Regions from separate parts of the Mus musculus genome. Here regions 2, 3, 4 and 5 are each linked to region 1. Evidence: chromatin contacts called from public promoter capture Hi-C data. All regions are on one chromosome and are shown on one strand. The core of a region is the stretch at or near the end of the contact, and the rest is flanking DNA. Distances in the headings are between cores, read along the strand shown. Region 1 holds the start of Specc1l (sperm antigen with calponin homology and coiled-coil domains 1-like). Region 2 holds the start of Zfp280b (zinc finger protein 280B). Region 3 has its middle 12 kb from the start of Gm40697. Region 4 holds the start of Gstt1 (glutathione S-transferase, theta 1). Region 5 holds the start of Ddt (D-dopachrome tautomerase).

Region 1 (2,683 bases), core at 109-2,608:
ACTGAATATGTTGAAATGGTGATTTTTGAATTTTGAGGCATGTAAATTTTCTTAGAAATGCATTCAGAGATATTTATTTATTTATTTAGGGGGGGGCTGGAGAGATGGTTAGGAGCACTGGCTTCTTCCAGAGCTCCTGAGTTCAGCTCCCAGCAACCTGTGTACACATGGTGGTTCACAACCATGTATAATGAGATCTGACATCCTCTTCTGGTGTGTCTGAAGACAACAACGGTGTACTCATATACATAAATATCCATATACAAAATCTTTAAATTTATTTATTTATTTATTTATTTATCTATTTGCTAATTTATTTGAGACAGGGTCTCACCATGTGGCAATGGCTGGCCTGGAATTGGCTATATAGACCACGTTGGCCTGGTACTCACAGAGATGATCCATCTTTGCCTCCTGAGTGCTGATATTAAAAGCATGTTCCACTATGCCCAGTGAATCAGAGATTAAATTCTTAAAAAGAAAACATCAAAGAATAATGTTCCGGCTAGGTCTTGTCAGTTTGATCTAAGTTACCATTATCTGGGAAGAGGAACTTCAGTTGAGAAAATGTCTTTGTTAGATTGCCTATATACAAATCTATAGGGCATTTTCTTGGTTAATGATTGATGTGGGAGAGGCCAGGCTCACCAGGATGTGGTGTGACCCCCTAGGGGATCCTGGATGATATAAGAAAGCAGGCTGAGCAAGGCATGAGGAGCAAACCAACAATCTGTGTTTCTCCAAAGCTTCTCTGCTTCAGTTCCTGCCTTCAGGTTCCTTTGAGTTCCTGCCCTGACTTCTCTCAGTGATGGTGTGTGACCTGGGAGTTGTAAGCCAAATAAACCCTTTCCTCCCCAGGTTGCTTTTGGTCATGGTGCTTTTATTATAGTAATAGAGCCATTTACAAATTTAAAAAGTAAAATAAAAACTACACAGGAATTACATAAGCTTATAGAACTCTTTAACTTTATAATGCTAGTGATCTTGTTCCCTTTAATGGGTGGAGTAGGGACCGGTGTTGCTCATGTGCTGGGAACATAATGGGTGCCTGGCATGTGCATTTTTCTCAACTGTCGGGTTCAGCACACTGTAAACATACATTTCAACCAGAGCGGACCTATTTGCCTTGGAGGAAAAACGAGAGACTAGGAGCACTTCCAGCACAAAAGACTGCAGTTATCTAGTTGCACCGCCGACTAGCACAGCGCGTGCGCGGTCCAGAACTCAGCGCGAAGAGGAGGTGTGACAGCTGGCGCCTGCGCAGTAGCAGCCCAGGGAGGCGCCGATCACGGCACATGCGCGGGGAGTAGAAGGGGGCGGCACCGGTGGATAAGGGGCGGGCGGAGGGCGGGAGCCGCAAGGGAGACAGGGCGGGCCGAGGGAGCGGCGCCGTGGGGTTGGCTGTTGCCCTGAGGCCGGACTCAACGGACCGGGCCGCGCCACCGGGCGAGCTCGCCGCCCGGCCCCAGCCCGGAGCCAGCGAGTGAGCGAGGCGGTGCCGCGCGGTAAGAGCCGGGGCAGGGTCTTCTCCGCTTGTGCCGCGGGCACGTTCGTCTCCTCAGCGCCGCCCGCGCGGCCAGGCCCGGGCGGCCCCGCAGACCCTGGCGGCCCCGCGCCTGCGCTGTCCCCCCTCGTCACCCCCCCCATCCCCAGCCATCCCGCGCCTGCGCCGTCTCCTGCCCGGGCGGACCTCACAGCTTGCCCCGCAGATCCCCCGGGAACCCAGGCTGGCGTGGTACCCAGCTGGCTGGGGGTCTCATCCCTGCGGAGAGGCTGGGTGCGACCCTGGTGCTTGTGTTCCCTGTGGTGTCGGGAGAGACCGGGCATTCATCCTAGTTCCTTGCCCTGGGCTGGGACAGGTTGCCTCCCCATCTGGTGCATTGAGGGTGGGGAGCAGGAGCGGAGGTCCCCCGAAGGCTGCGCCCTGCAGTGTTAGGACCTGGCTGTTGGAAGCTGGCAGTGTTCTTTATTCTTGAGACTTGGCTAATTATGTCAGATTGGATGTGGATGTTTCTGTGTGTTGTTGAAGAAATGCTGCATTTTCATTAGAGGCGTGTGTGTGTGTGTGTGCATTTTCATTAGAGGCTTGTGTGTGTGTGTGTGTGTGTGTGTGTGTGTGTGTGTGTGTGAGAGAGAGAGAGAGAGAGATAGAGAGAGAGAGAGATAGATAGATGGTGGCGATACCCCAGAGAACACTAGAAAAGAAATCGGTTTCTGGTGGGCTTAGCCGCCTAAAACCAAACAAAAATTTCTGTGATCATTCAAATGCAGGCATCCTTGATTTTTTGTTTTGTTTTGTTTTGGGTTTTTTTGTTGTTTGTTTTTTGTTTTGTTTTTGTTTTTGTTTTCACTCTCTTGAAGATCAGTCCTAAAGTGCGGCGGGGTGAGGGGGCACCCTTTGACTGTCATGACAGAGAATCGTAAAGTTTGGCCTACACCTGTAATCCCGAGGCCAAGGCTGGATGAGCTCCAACTGGGCTGCAGAGTAAGGCCTTGTCTCAAACTACAAACAAAAACAAAACAAAAAACAAATCGCGGAGCCCAGGAAGGCTTCTTGTCATTCAGGAAGCTAAATCTTGAGGTGAAATCAGCTGTGGACTACAGGCAACAACAGTTCTATCTAAAGGTTTGGAATGAGGCACCAGCGTTGTTGCATAGGCATTAAAGGCACCGTTCGGTTGGT
Region 2 (2,683 bases), core at 135-2,634, 820 kb after region 1:
AGCACAGAGCCGGGCGTGGTAGCGCACACCTTTAATTCCAGCACTCGGGAGGCAGAGGCAGGCAGATTTCTGAGTTGGAGGCCAGCCTGGTCGACAAAGTGAGTTCCAGGACAGCCAGAGCTATACAGAGAAACCCTGTCTCGAAAAACCAAAAAAAAAAAACCAAAAAAAACCAAAAAAACAAACAAAAAAAACCCCAAAAAACAAAAACAAACAAACAAACAAACAAAAAACAAGCACAGGCAAGAAGGAAAAGAATGAGCCGGGCGTGGTGGTGCATGCCTTTAATCCCAGCACTTGGGAGGCAGAGGCAAGCGGATTTCTGAGTTCCAGGACAGCCAGCGCTATACAGAGAGAAACCCTGTCTCGAAAGACCCAAAAAAAAAAAAAAAAAAAAAAAAAAAGAAAAAAAAAGAAAAGAAAAGAAAAGAAAAGAAAAAGAAAAAAAAAGAATGAGCATGTTGTGTTTCAAAACTGAAAACTGAAATTCGAATTTCATGTAATTTGCGCATGCTCCAAAAAGGCATTCATCTTTTGATGGTTTTTATTTTTTAATTTTTTTTTTTATTTTTAGGTTTCTTTGAGACAGGGTCTTACAGTATATCCCTGGCTGCCCTGGAACTCACTCTGTAGACCAGGCTGACCTTGAACTCAGAAATCCGCCTGCCTCTGCCTCCCAAGTGGGTGCACCACCACAGCTGCCCCGCTTTCTGATGTTTTTCAAACAACAAACACAAAACAAACAAACCGAACCTGGGACATCTGTTCTGAGTTTCCTTCCTGATAAAAACAGCCGGCTGATTTGGATTTGTCCCAGAGGCAGCTTTAAGGTTGTTTCAAATTCAGTAGCTAGGTCGTTTTCTAAGTGCAAGGGGCAAGCTTGTGTGCTTATGCAAAAGCTACACACTTGAGAGGAGCTGTCATAGCTGTAATACAGGTGGGCAAACAGTTTCCTAAAGGACTGGGAACCATCTCTGGCCCTGGGCCCAGGCTAGCTGAAGCTCCATTTTTTTTTTCCTTCTTTCTCTCTTATCTATGCCCCTCCCACCCTTCCCACCCCCACTCCTACCTCCTCTCCCTAAGCAGCCACGTTTAACTAGCAATCCTCCTGCCTCAGCCCCCGCTCCCACCCCACCCTATCCCCACCCCCGAGGGAATGCTGGAATGGACGAAAGGCCTGGCTTTGGGTTCCCAAATCTCGCAGGTCCAAGATTTCAGGGGTGGGCATCACCACTGCCTGATCGTCCCAGCTCAGTCCCTCCGCCCGCGGCAGTCACTAGGGGCGCCCGAGTGAGAGAACGCGCCCAGGGGCCTTGAGGAACCAATCAGATCGGCGCTACGCCGCGCGGCTGACCTCGCGTCCACCCTTGGCAGCCAATCACAGGTCGCCGTGGGCTAGTGCGCGCCGGCCGGGGCTTTGGTGTTGGAGCGGCGGGGCCCTGGAGGTCGTGGTGCGGGGCTTCCCGCGCAGCGCCTCGCGGGCCGGGGCGTCCGGGGGAGGCTCAGGTACGCCTGCCGGGAGGTAAGGACAGGGGCGTGGTGCTGGTGACCTCTGCGGGAGCGACCGGGAGGGGACGCCGGGTGAGGGCCTTCTGCGAGTCCCGGGGAAGCGAGCGTGGCTAGGCCGGGAGCCCAGAGACCCCTTCCTGGCAGCCTCCCTCTCCCACGAACCCCCCAGTCCTGGGGCTGGGCCTGCACCCCTTAAATGCCATTCCCATCGCCGAGGGCCCCTCACCTAAAGTCCTGGAGGCTGCAGACCTCGCTACTGGGCTCTCCGACGCCTGCCTCGAAGCTCTGCCACTAGGGAAGGAGGAGGGAGGACCACTTCGTTGAGACCCATTCAAAAAAGTAGGTACAGACGAAATCCGGGTTTGTAGATTAAGTCCCACTCCCAGTTTGGAGATCTGCAGGCCCTTGGAGGCTTTAAAAAGCCATTTTTCTGCGCCCCTCCCCTTCCCATACAGCAATATCTTGTTTATTTTGTTGGCTTTGTGCCCCCTTTGAGCCCCAGTGCAGCTCTCGGGGCTCCTAGCTAGCTAGTTTTGCTTTGAGCAGTGCTCGGTGGGTTGTGTTGTTTTGTTTACTGGGCTATGGTGTTGGAAGGTAGCGTATAAGGTGCTTATAATAACCACACAGACGACAGGGTTGAGGGAGTAGCTTAGTTGGTGGAGTGCTTGCTTGCCTAGTACTACACAAACCGGTTGTGATGACCTCGCACCCAGTACTTGGTTAAGAGGAGACAGACGGCTGTTTCTTTCGTATCAGAGCTAACAAAACGGAAAATAAGCATGAAATAACTGGTAGGTAGTGAAATGGAGTAAAATCTTTTAACACGTAAAATGTAACTAAATCTTAAGAGGTTCTCTGTCTGTCTGATTTACCCCAAGTATGTGACTTGCAGCTCTTGGACTCTCTGAAGCTATTAAAAGTTACAGCGTATATCTGCGGTAAGAGAAAAGGTCTACCTCATTTTCTGACTTCTGTTTGCTGCTGTGATTTGATAAAAAAAAAAAAAAAAATCATTACCATGGGTGATAGCAGAAGGCAGAGGCAGGCGAATCTCTATGAGTTTGAGGGCAACCTGGTCTACAGCGGTAGTAACAGGACAGCCAAAGCTACCCTGTCTTGAAAACAGACAAAGGAACAAAAATTAGTGTTTTGGAATTTCCTGCGGAAATCACAA
Region 3 (2,683 bases), core at 84-2,583, 660 kb after region 1:
ACTCCTTTTCTTCTCATGATAATCTTCCTAAGAACAGAAATCTTTATTTTGATAAAATCCAATTTATAAATTAAATTTTTATTATTCATCCATTCTTGTGTCTAGAAATATCTTTGCTTCTCCCTATATTATTCCAGAGATAATTTTCTCCTAAATATTTGGTGGTTTTAGCCTTTAAGTTTATTTCCGTGTGTGTGTGTGTGTGTGTGTGTGTGTGTGTGTGTATGTGTGTATATGTGTGTGTGGAGGTCAAAGGACAACTTTGTGATGATGGTCTGTCCTCTCTACCTTGACATGGATTCTGAAGACAGCTGCCAGATTTGCACAGACAATGGCTTTATCATGTTTTTCTGGTTTAGATTCACGTTTCTGTTGATCAATTTCAAATTAACTTATTAAATACATACACATGCCTGAGTATATGGCGGTGCTTACACACAACGGAAGAGCATGTCAGATCCCTGGAGTTGGAGTTATAAGCAGCTGTCAGCTTGGTGCTGGGGACCAAACTGTTGTCCTCTACAAGAGCAGCTGGCTATTAACCACAGAGCCATCTTTCCAGCCCCAGCTAACTTTTGTGTGTGGTATGAAGCAAAAGTTAAAGGTTTTTTTTTTTTTATTATTCTTTTTTTTTTCTAATGGATACCAGATAGACTATTAGACACCGTCTTTTCCACCATTAAATTATTTCAGCATCTAATCAAGAAGAATCAATTGGCCATTGCACATAAGGTAGTTGACTGACATTTGGCAGAAACCAGAAGTAAATGGATAGGGCAGTGGGTTCTCTGGAGAGAAACCTCTGCCCTTTGAGAACATAGAGATAGTATTAGGAAGAGGGGGACCTTGACAGGGTTTCCTGTGGATAAGATTAGCAGTCGCAGACAGTAATTCAGGGGTGATAGCCTTATCTGTTCCCATCCCAGCTCCCACATAATTGACACAAAGACCTATTAAGTTTATGAACAAGCTTTAATGTGACTGGGCAGATATTCATCTATTCTAACGCTGTAAGCGATCTACTTCCCAGCCACAGGCCCTGTGTGACTGGCAGTCTAACTCTTGCCCTGGTTTGCTCTGCTCCACGCGTGTCCTCAGTGGGAATCCCTCGGTGACCTTGCTTATCACTACTCCTGGTGGACCCTTTCTTTCTCCCTCTCTCCCTTTGGGACCCTCCCCTAAGATCGGAAGTCCTGCCTTCTCTGCTCGGTCATAGGCCGATCAACTCTTTATTAACCAATCAGAGATAATCGGGCAGCATTCTTTACACAGCGTGGAACCGGGAGATGATTCAATAGTCACGACAAGTCTGGACTGTAACCAGATCCCTTGGCACGGAAATCAGCATCTGAATACACAGTGCCCAAAGCCATCTCTCCTTCACCCGCACACCCCTCCCCCCCCAGCAGTGACGTGTTCTCAGGCTGCAGTGTTGAGGGATAGCAAGAAAGCCATTGTGTCTAATTGTGAAGTCTTTCAGAAGGCAAGCAACAGTCTTCCCTGTGTGGCCATCCTGCTTCTTTTAATGTCTGTCTGTTCTTATCTCTCACCTTTGGAAAAGCTTCTTATTATCCTTAATCATGTAGAGTAGGTAGGCACACAAGAGTGTAGGTGCTCATGTGCCAGAAGAGTTAGCTCCAGGATCCTACAGAGCCTCCATCCGCAGCCCAGATGTTTACCAGTATTGGCATCAGGGGAAGTACCACAAATAAAGCACTGCATGCTGACTGCTGGGATACACAGTCAGACCCTGTCTCAAAGAAACTAAATGACTGACAAATGCCAAGTGTTATATCCCAGGTATCAGCCAAATGACTATTTTGAGCATGGAATTTGTCCCTTTTCCAAAGGGTTTGGTTGGAAGAGGTCTTAGACAACGTAGTATCGGAAGACAGTTTCGGGATGTGTAAGGAAAGGCTGAAAGGACGGATCTCTCAGAACCTGACTCAGAGCCTCTGGCCATGGCTGAAGAGATTATATAATCACACGCAGAGAAGCCAGCTCCCTCTCTGTGCAGGGCATTCATCTGCCTTTCTCAGAGTTTGCTCTGCCCATTCATCAACAAAGCAGGGAGGGCGGCAAGAACAGACGATGCACGTGAACTCTGTAACCCGGGCTCCCTAAAGAATCTGCTATTCTACACAACTGTGTTAGGCAACTTTCTTTTACAGCAGCAAAATACCTGGAGGAATGGGGTGAGAAGCAGGCTCAGTTAACTACTGGATAGAATAGGAGCTATGCTGGATCCCTGCCATGGAGCTCAGACAGCAGTTTGACGTGATTGAAATAGGCACATGGGCTAAATTAGAAATTTACATTTCTTTTCTTTCACTCATCCAGGGAAAGACTGCCAGGTGTCATTGAAGGTTCAGACAACAGCCATTGCCTCCTTCCTTCCCTTTTGCAGGGAGAGCCCTACTTTTGTGTGAAACTGTCCCCCTACTCCCACAGGGCTTAGATGTATATCCCAATAGTTTAACCTAGCACTGGGGGGTCCTAATCACTCTGCTATAATTTGAATATTTGTATCTTCATAAAAATTCACTTTGAGGGGCTGGGGAGATGGCTCAGTGGTTAAGAGCACTGACTGCCCTTCCAAAGGTCCTGAGTTCAAGTCCCAGCAACCACATGGTGGCTCACAACCATCCATAACAAGATCTGACTCCCTCTCTTGGAGTGTCTG
Region 4 (2,683 bases), core at 83-2,582, 590 kb after region 1:
GGGTGCGCAGGCAGGGCTCCTGTGAGAGAAGAGGGGGTGGCCCCTTGCCCTTGATACAAAATAGGTATCATACGCTTGACAGGTCCTTGTGGGACTTGCCCGCTAGCAGCCCTTTCTGGTCTGGATTGGTTTTCTTCCTGTTGATGCACTCCAGGTAAGTTTCTAAGTTTGCCTCCTTGCGCTCAGCCCCACAGTCCTCAGTGGCTCCCATTGCCCCGGATCAAGTGGGGGATTCTCACTCTCCCTTCGTTTCCTAGTGGAACCTGTCTCCCTCGACAGGCTTATTTTTAACAGCCTACTTGAACATCTTTTTATCAGTTCCCCCCCCCCCCCGTCCTCACCCCACCCCCACCGGGCCACCCCCTCCCCCACCGGCCTACACCATACTCTGCAAGGGCAGAACCTGTGGGGGGTTAAGTACACTGTACCTAGAGGTGACAGTGAAGAGAGACGTGAGGTTTCAGACAGAGCGGGACAAGCAGTGAGACAGTATGGAGACGGCCACAGCCCATTATGCAACACTTTCATTTTGCTACAACCCTGTCTTGCCAGAGCGCAGGGCTCTCTCAGCGGCCAGCAGGGAGGAGGCTCCAAGTTCCTGGCATACCCCCATGCAGCAGCCTCTCTCTCTTCGCAGCACAAAGAGAGGCAGAGAGAAAGGGAAAACAGAAAGTCAAGAAAAGGAACGACAAAAAGGAATTCCAATAGACCAGGTTGGCGGAGAGAGCCTGTTGCAAAGGCAAGGTACTTGCAGGGATGGCTCTGTGTAGTACTGCCCATCTCAGCACTGGGGGAAACGATCCGAGGAGTGACTGCCCAGATCTCCACATTTGTTCTCCTAGCTATGCCCTACACCCACTACTCTTCTGGAGGTCCCTGTAGCTAGGTCCAAACTGCTTGCCCGTTTCTGTTGCTAGGTCTGCACACTATTCAGTTTCAGCAGGTCCTGGCCGGCGTCTATTCCACAAACAGCAGAGTTGGCGGGAGTCCTGAACCCTGGTTCTCTCTGGTGTCTTTCTATTGTGGTCTCTAAACCAGAAAAAGCCTGGGAAGGGGAGAGTACAGAGAGAGATCCCCTAAGTCCGTCTTGCCTCCCCTGTTTCTCAGATCCCCAAAGCCGTAGCCCTGCCCACCCTTGCGCAGCTCCACCGTGTGCATCTGGAACGGGATATTGTTCTTCTTGGCGAAGATATAAATGGCGCGACAGGGCTGCGACAGCAGATCCAGGTACAGCTCCAGAACCATGGCATAGGCGGCGGGAACCACTTCTGTAACTGGCCAGACTATCAAAAAGTCCAGGCTGGCTAGTAGGGATCCCTATCAAGCCAAGTGTGGCCACGCCCCCACTGGGCGGATACCGCAGCCTGGCCCTTCTTTCTAAAGGGGGAGCTAGCTTGTGTTCCAAGAGCCCTGCAACTGGAATCTAGCACGGAATGAGCCAGAGGACACAACTGGTCTCCTCTGAGTGGGCAGAGGAGGTGTTAGAGGGCCTGGCTGCTAGTCCTCTTGTGGCCGGTTTAGTTGAAAGCAGAATGTCTTCAAAGGTATACCCACCCTATCTAGTGTGTTGTTAGAATTCCCAATCGTCCCCACTTCCCAGATGGGAAAACTAAGGTATTCCTCCGGGACCTACAAGCCAAAGATATGGACCAGCACCACCAGCAAGAAGCAAAGGATGCTGTGGGCCTTTGATGTCACTCGCATCTCAGCTCTGTCATTTGACAAGGTTGGCCTTCCTGTACCTGAGAGCATTAGCTTCTCCATCCTCTGACATTTTAGCTCCCTTTGGACTGTGATAGAGAAGTACCTTAGATGTAATTTTTGAACAGAAATGTACCATTAGTCCCAGGCCAAGGTTCCCGCAGTTTCCATATCTGATGAAGGTTATAAGGTTGTAAGGTGGGAAGTTCCTTGCTGTTTATACACATAGTGAAAGAAACGTGTAGATCCCTTTCATGAAAGGTTGAGTCCAGCCGGAAGTGGTGGCCCACGCCTTTAATCCCAGCACTTGGGAGGCAGAGGCAAGCAGATTTCTGAGTTCGAGGCCAGCCTGGTCTACAAAGTGAGCTCCAGAACAGCCAGGGCTACACAGAGAAACCCTGTCTCGAAAAAACAAAAAATAAATAAATAATAAATAAAAAATTGTCCTTATGATTCTGACAACTTTGTCCCTGAGCTTAATATTGAAACTGAGGGCCCCAAGACTGAGTGCCGATTTTTCCAGATATCATATGCCTCTTCATGGAGTCTGCCACGATTCCTGTTGGAGAAGCCTGTTATTAAGGTCCTCCATGTCCCCGGATAGCTCTCCAAGCTTGGTGCAAAATGGAGGACTCCGTTTCTCAGTGGGGTTTCCCTTTCTTTCTATGGCCTTGGTTGGGAGTATCTGAGCACAGATGCCCTACCTTGTTTGGAGGATGACCCTGTGCAGAGCTCTCTGCGAGGGCTATGTGACTCAGCACACAAGTCCCGCTCTGCTTCCTGCCCATATGATAATTAGGTGCTGTGCTCTGACCAATTAGCCCTCTCTACCTATACTCATAAGATCCCTTATGTACCCTACCCCTGAAACAACAGAGTTGTCTGGAGGTTGCTGACTCCTGGAAGTTCTTTTGTCATAATCACAGCTTGATAAATCCGTTTCCTCAGCCCTGATAGGCAGTCTATTTTGGTTGAATGAGGC
Region 5 (2,683 bases), core at 49-2,548, 560 kb after region 1:
TTGTCCCCTCAACTAAAGGACAGCATTTGAGCATCCAACAAAAGCAGCCATTACCAACTTTCCTGAGCCCACTAGGACTCCATTTTGGAAGGCTCTTTCAAACTTATCTCCGTAGTTCTTCACAGGCCCGCTCCAGCCTCAGGAATATGAGACTCTAACTCTGCCTCAGAATGTAAGGATGGGGAGGGGGGAGGGGAGGGTCACCTTGTGGGGGAGGTCTTTTTATCATCCAGCAACTCTCCCGGAGCCTTATCTAGTTCAAAGGTTATCTGCCTCAGGACACAACCAGATTCCCTCGGACCAGCCTGGAAAAGTTCTCCCTTAAAAAACCAGACCCCCTGGTTCAGTGACGGTGAGGAGGCCACTATCACAGTGGTTAAGAGGGTGCCTAAGTAGATTCTCAGTACACACAAGACTACACTGGGGCTTCCCAAACCATCCTTTCTCGGGGCTGTAGAGAGTCGAAGGAATTGAAATCTTGCTAACATTCTGATCACAGACCCACCATTCCAGTGCCTGAGGAGTCCACCTTCGTGGACAAGGACACTGAGTGCTTTCTGGAACCAGCAAATAGTGACACCCCCCCCCCCCCCAACCTCATACAGAGAGACTGAGTCCTGACTCCAGACGCACAAATACGTTCCCTCACTGGCCCTGCATACCGGTCCTGGTCCAGGGACAGCTCCTCGGTGAGGAACTTGAAGAAGCTGGCGCTGTGAGTGCGGTTCTGCTCCGCGGTGCCCACAACCCCGATGGAAGAGACCAGAAGGTGAGCACAAGGCTCTGTGGATTTGTTCATCAACAGGGTCATGCCAGGTCGTATCGTAACGCTCACGCGCTGCAAGGAACACAAAAGTTAAATCCTGAAGCTTGGGCAGGGCATGGCTGGTGTTCAGAAGGGGGCGCGCCAAATTCTTAACGTGGGGGTCCGAGGGCTCCGGGTCTGGGACACTGCCCAGGATCCTTGGGAGTCAGTCACGTCAGGGTCACGCCTGGGAAAGACAACCAGGAAGGGATCTAGGAAGGGAGGATAGGACACGGAAGGTCAGAGGTTACCAGGGGAGTGGGGTCCCTGGGGATGGGAACGGGTCATTGGGAGGTCCGACCCTAGCCCACAAGTTCTCGCCGACCCTCACTCACGTCTTCGGGTTTGTCCAGGATGGTGGCTGTGGCCGCACACAGCCGGTTCTCCAGCCCCGCGGGTATGCGGCTAGCCGGCAAGTTTGTTTCCAACTCAACGAATGGCATGTTAGCGGGAGAAGAGTGGGATCGCCAAACGGTAACTGCACCGGGTGAGCTGTGGGAGCCAGTAGAGGTTCCAGAAAAGGAGCGCGGGGAGGGGCGGGGAGGAGGCGGGGCCAGGGAGGCGGGGCCGGGGAGGGAGAGCACAGCTCTGTTTCTCATTGGCCAGGCAGACTCGGCCCTTCTAGATTGGCTATCAGAGATACGCCTCTTCCGCTGTCACGTGTGCCGGCTCCAAATTACTGGTCCCAGGTTCACTACCTTTGGCCCTCCCAGTCGGCAGGTGGCTCTGTTTTTCCCTCTGAGCGTCCCAGCTAGTTGCCCACAAGGCATACATTTCTATAGGAGACTTAAAGGCTTAAAGTTTCTTAAATGATTGTGATCATTTCAAACTCAGTACGGGAACCGCACTTCTTTTGAACAATCTTGAGACCAAATAGCACGTGAGGTGTGCTTAGGCAAGACCCTAGGACAAGGGCATCTCTCTCTGGTCCCTAAGATACCTGAGTTTGTAAACTCTTCTGTCAGGGATAAATCATTGTCCATTAGAGAGTGGTAGAACTACTTAAAACAAACCAATCTGGCCGGGTGGTTGTGGTGCAAGCCTTTAAAACCAGAACTCTGGAGGCAGAGGTAGGCAGATCTCTTGAGTTCTAGGCCAGCCTGGTCTACAGACTGAGTTCCAGGACAGCCAGAGCTACACAGAGAAACTGTCACACACACACAAACCGAAAAAAGCAATCTGTCCAATTACACATAGGAAAGTGTGCATACTAAAGGATCCAGAAGCAAAACCATTACTCTTCTGTTAACAATGTATTTATTAGGTAAGGCACATAAAAGACGTCTTATGGCACAAGATTAAGTAGCTTGACAGTTTGGAGCCGGAGACAGGTAGAAGGCAGCAGTCAGGGTTAGAATGCTTGGGACAAGAATTTGGAAAGTCAGGACATACCAAGCAACTTCCACTCCCACAAAGGAACCAGCCCTGCACCCCACCTATGGCAGGAAGCAAAGACGCAGAGGACAAAGGTCTTTCACTAGTCAATCCCCGTCTCTTGCATGTATTCAACTGAGAGATCATAGATCCTGCATGCCAAAACTGAGGAAGGGAGGCACCAGGGTTGAGGAGCACAGAGGGTCACGTGGTACCAGATATCAATTATATGTATATGTGTATATACATGTATATACAAATATGGCTTGGAGGATGGGGGAAGGTTCAATGGTTTGTAAAGTTTCAAAGAAAAGGAATATGGCCAGATACGTTTCTCCCAAGTATTTTCCTGGAGCTCTCTCCAGAAGTCAGATAAGAACTGATGTTACAGCACAAGCCAGGTGGGGACACAGAGGGAACACAGGTGATGCAGAGAGGAAATTGCGGACCAGAGACCCTATGTCCTAGTGACAGCCAAAGAGCCAGACAGCCTCATCTCTTCGC

The links. Promoter capture Hi-C pulls out the DNA fragments that hold promoters and counts their contacts.
Region 2: a contact with region 1 is called in a promoter capture Hi-C map of pre-B cells, with 3 times the contacts expected there. The contact joins the promoter of Zfp280b here to the promoter of Specc1l in region 1. A contact is called at or near these places in 2 of 39 promoter capture datasets (erythroid cells and pre-B cells), 1 of 484 Hi-C or Micro-C datasets (CD8 T cells) and 3 of 115 datasets of contacts at active chromatin or transcription factors (memory CD8 T cells, pancreatic cancer cells and regulatory T cells).
Region 3: a contact with region 1 is called in a promoter capture Hi-C map of the HPC-7 cell line, with 2.5 times the contacts expected there. The contact joins the enhancer-like site here to the promoter of Specc1l in region 1. A contact is called at or near these places in 4 of 39 promoter capture datasets (the HPC-7 cell line, cranial neural crest, hippocampal neurons and 1 more) and 1 of 9 other capture datasets (liver).
Region 4: a promoter capture Hi-C map of pre-B cells shows a contact between it and region 1, with 2.3 times the contacts expected there. The contact joins the promoter of Gstt1 here to the promoter of Specc1l in region 1. A contact is called at or near these places in 3 of 39 promoter capture datasets (cranial neural crest, hippocampal neurons and pre-B cells) and 1 of 115 datasets of contacts at active chromatin or transcription factors (pancreatic cancer cells).
Region 5: a promoter capture Hi-C map of pre-B cells shows a contact between it and region 1. The contact joins the promoter of Ddt here to the promoter of Specc1l in region 1. A contact is called at or near these places in 7 of 39 promoter capture datasets (the C10 cell line, cranial neural crest, embryonic stem cells and 4 more), 3 of 484 Hi-C or Micro-C datasets (CD4 T cells, embryonic stem cells and uterus) and 1 of 115 datasets of contacts at active chromatin or transcription factors (extraembryonic endoderm stem cells).

What each region holds. Positions count from the first base shown.
Region 1 is chr10:75,210,715-75,213,397 of GRCm38.p6, forward strand. Specc1l (sperm antigen with calponin homology and coiled-coil domains 1-like) reads left to right here and starts at 1,359. Exons shown (of 16, transcript NM_153406.3): 1 at 1,359-1,505.
Region 2 is chr10:76,031,228-76,033,910 of GRCm38.p6, forward strand. Zfp280b (zinc finger protein 280B) reads left to right here and starts at 1,385. Exons shown (of 2, transcript NM_177475.3): 1 at 1,385-1,522.
Region 3 is chr10:75,871,733-75,874,415 of GRCm38.p6, forward strand. No RefSeq gene overlaps it. Among named protein-coding and RNA genes, the nearest start is that of Gm40697, 12 kb to the left of the region's middle. Within about 2 kb of position 1,334, at least 258 of the 459 cell types and tissues checked have an H3K27ac peak or open chromatin away from gene starts, as enhancers often do. A contact at or near this core is called in the HPC-7 cell line, hippocampal neurons and liver, where this site is marked.
Region 4 is chr10:75,797,252-75,799,934 of GRCm38.p6, forward strand. It overlaps Gstt1 (glutathione S-transferase, theta 1), which reads right to left and starts at 1,333. Exons shown (of 5, transcript NM_008185.3): 1 at 1,134-1,333. The coding sequence starts at 1,245.
Region 5 is chr10:75,772,076-75,774,758 of GRCm38.p6, forward strand. It overlaps Ddt (D-dopachrome tautomerase), which reads right to left and starts at 1,299. Exons shown (of 3, transcript NM_010027.1): 1 at 1,141-1,299; 2 at 663-838. The coding sequence starts at 1,248. Gstt3 (glutathione S-transferase, theta 3) reads right to left here. Exons shown (of 5, transcript NM_133994.3): 5 at 2,047-2,683.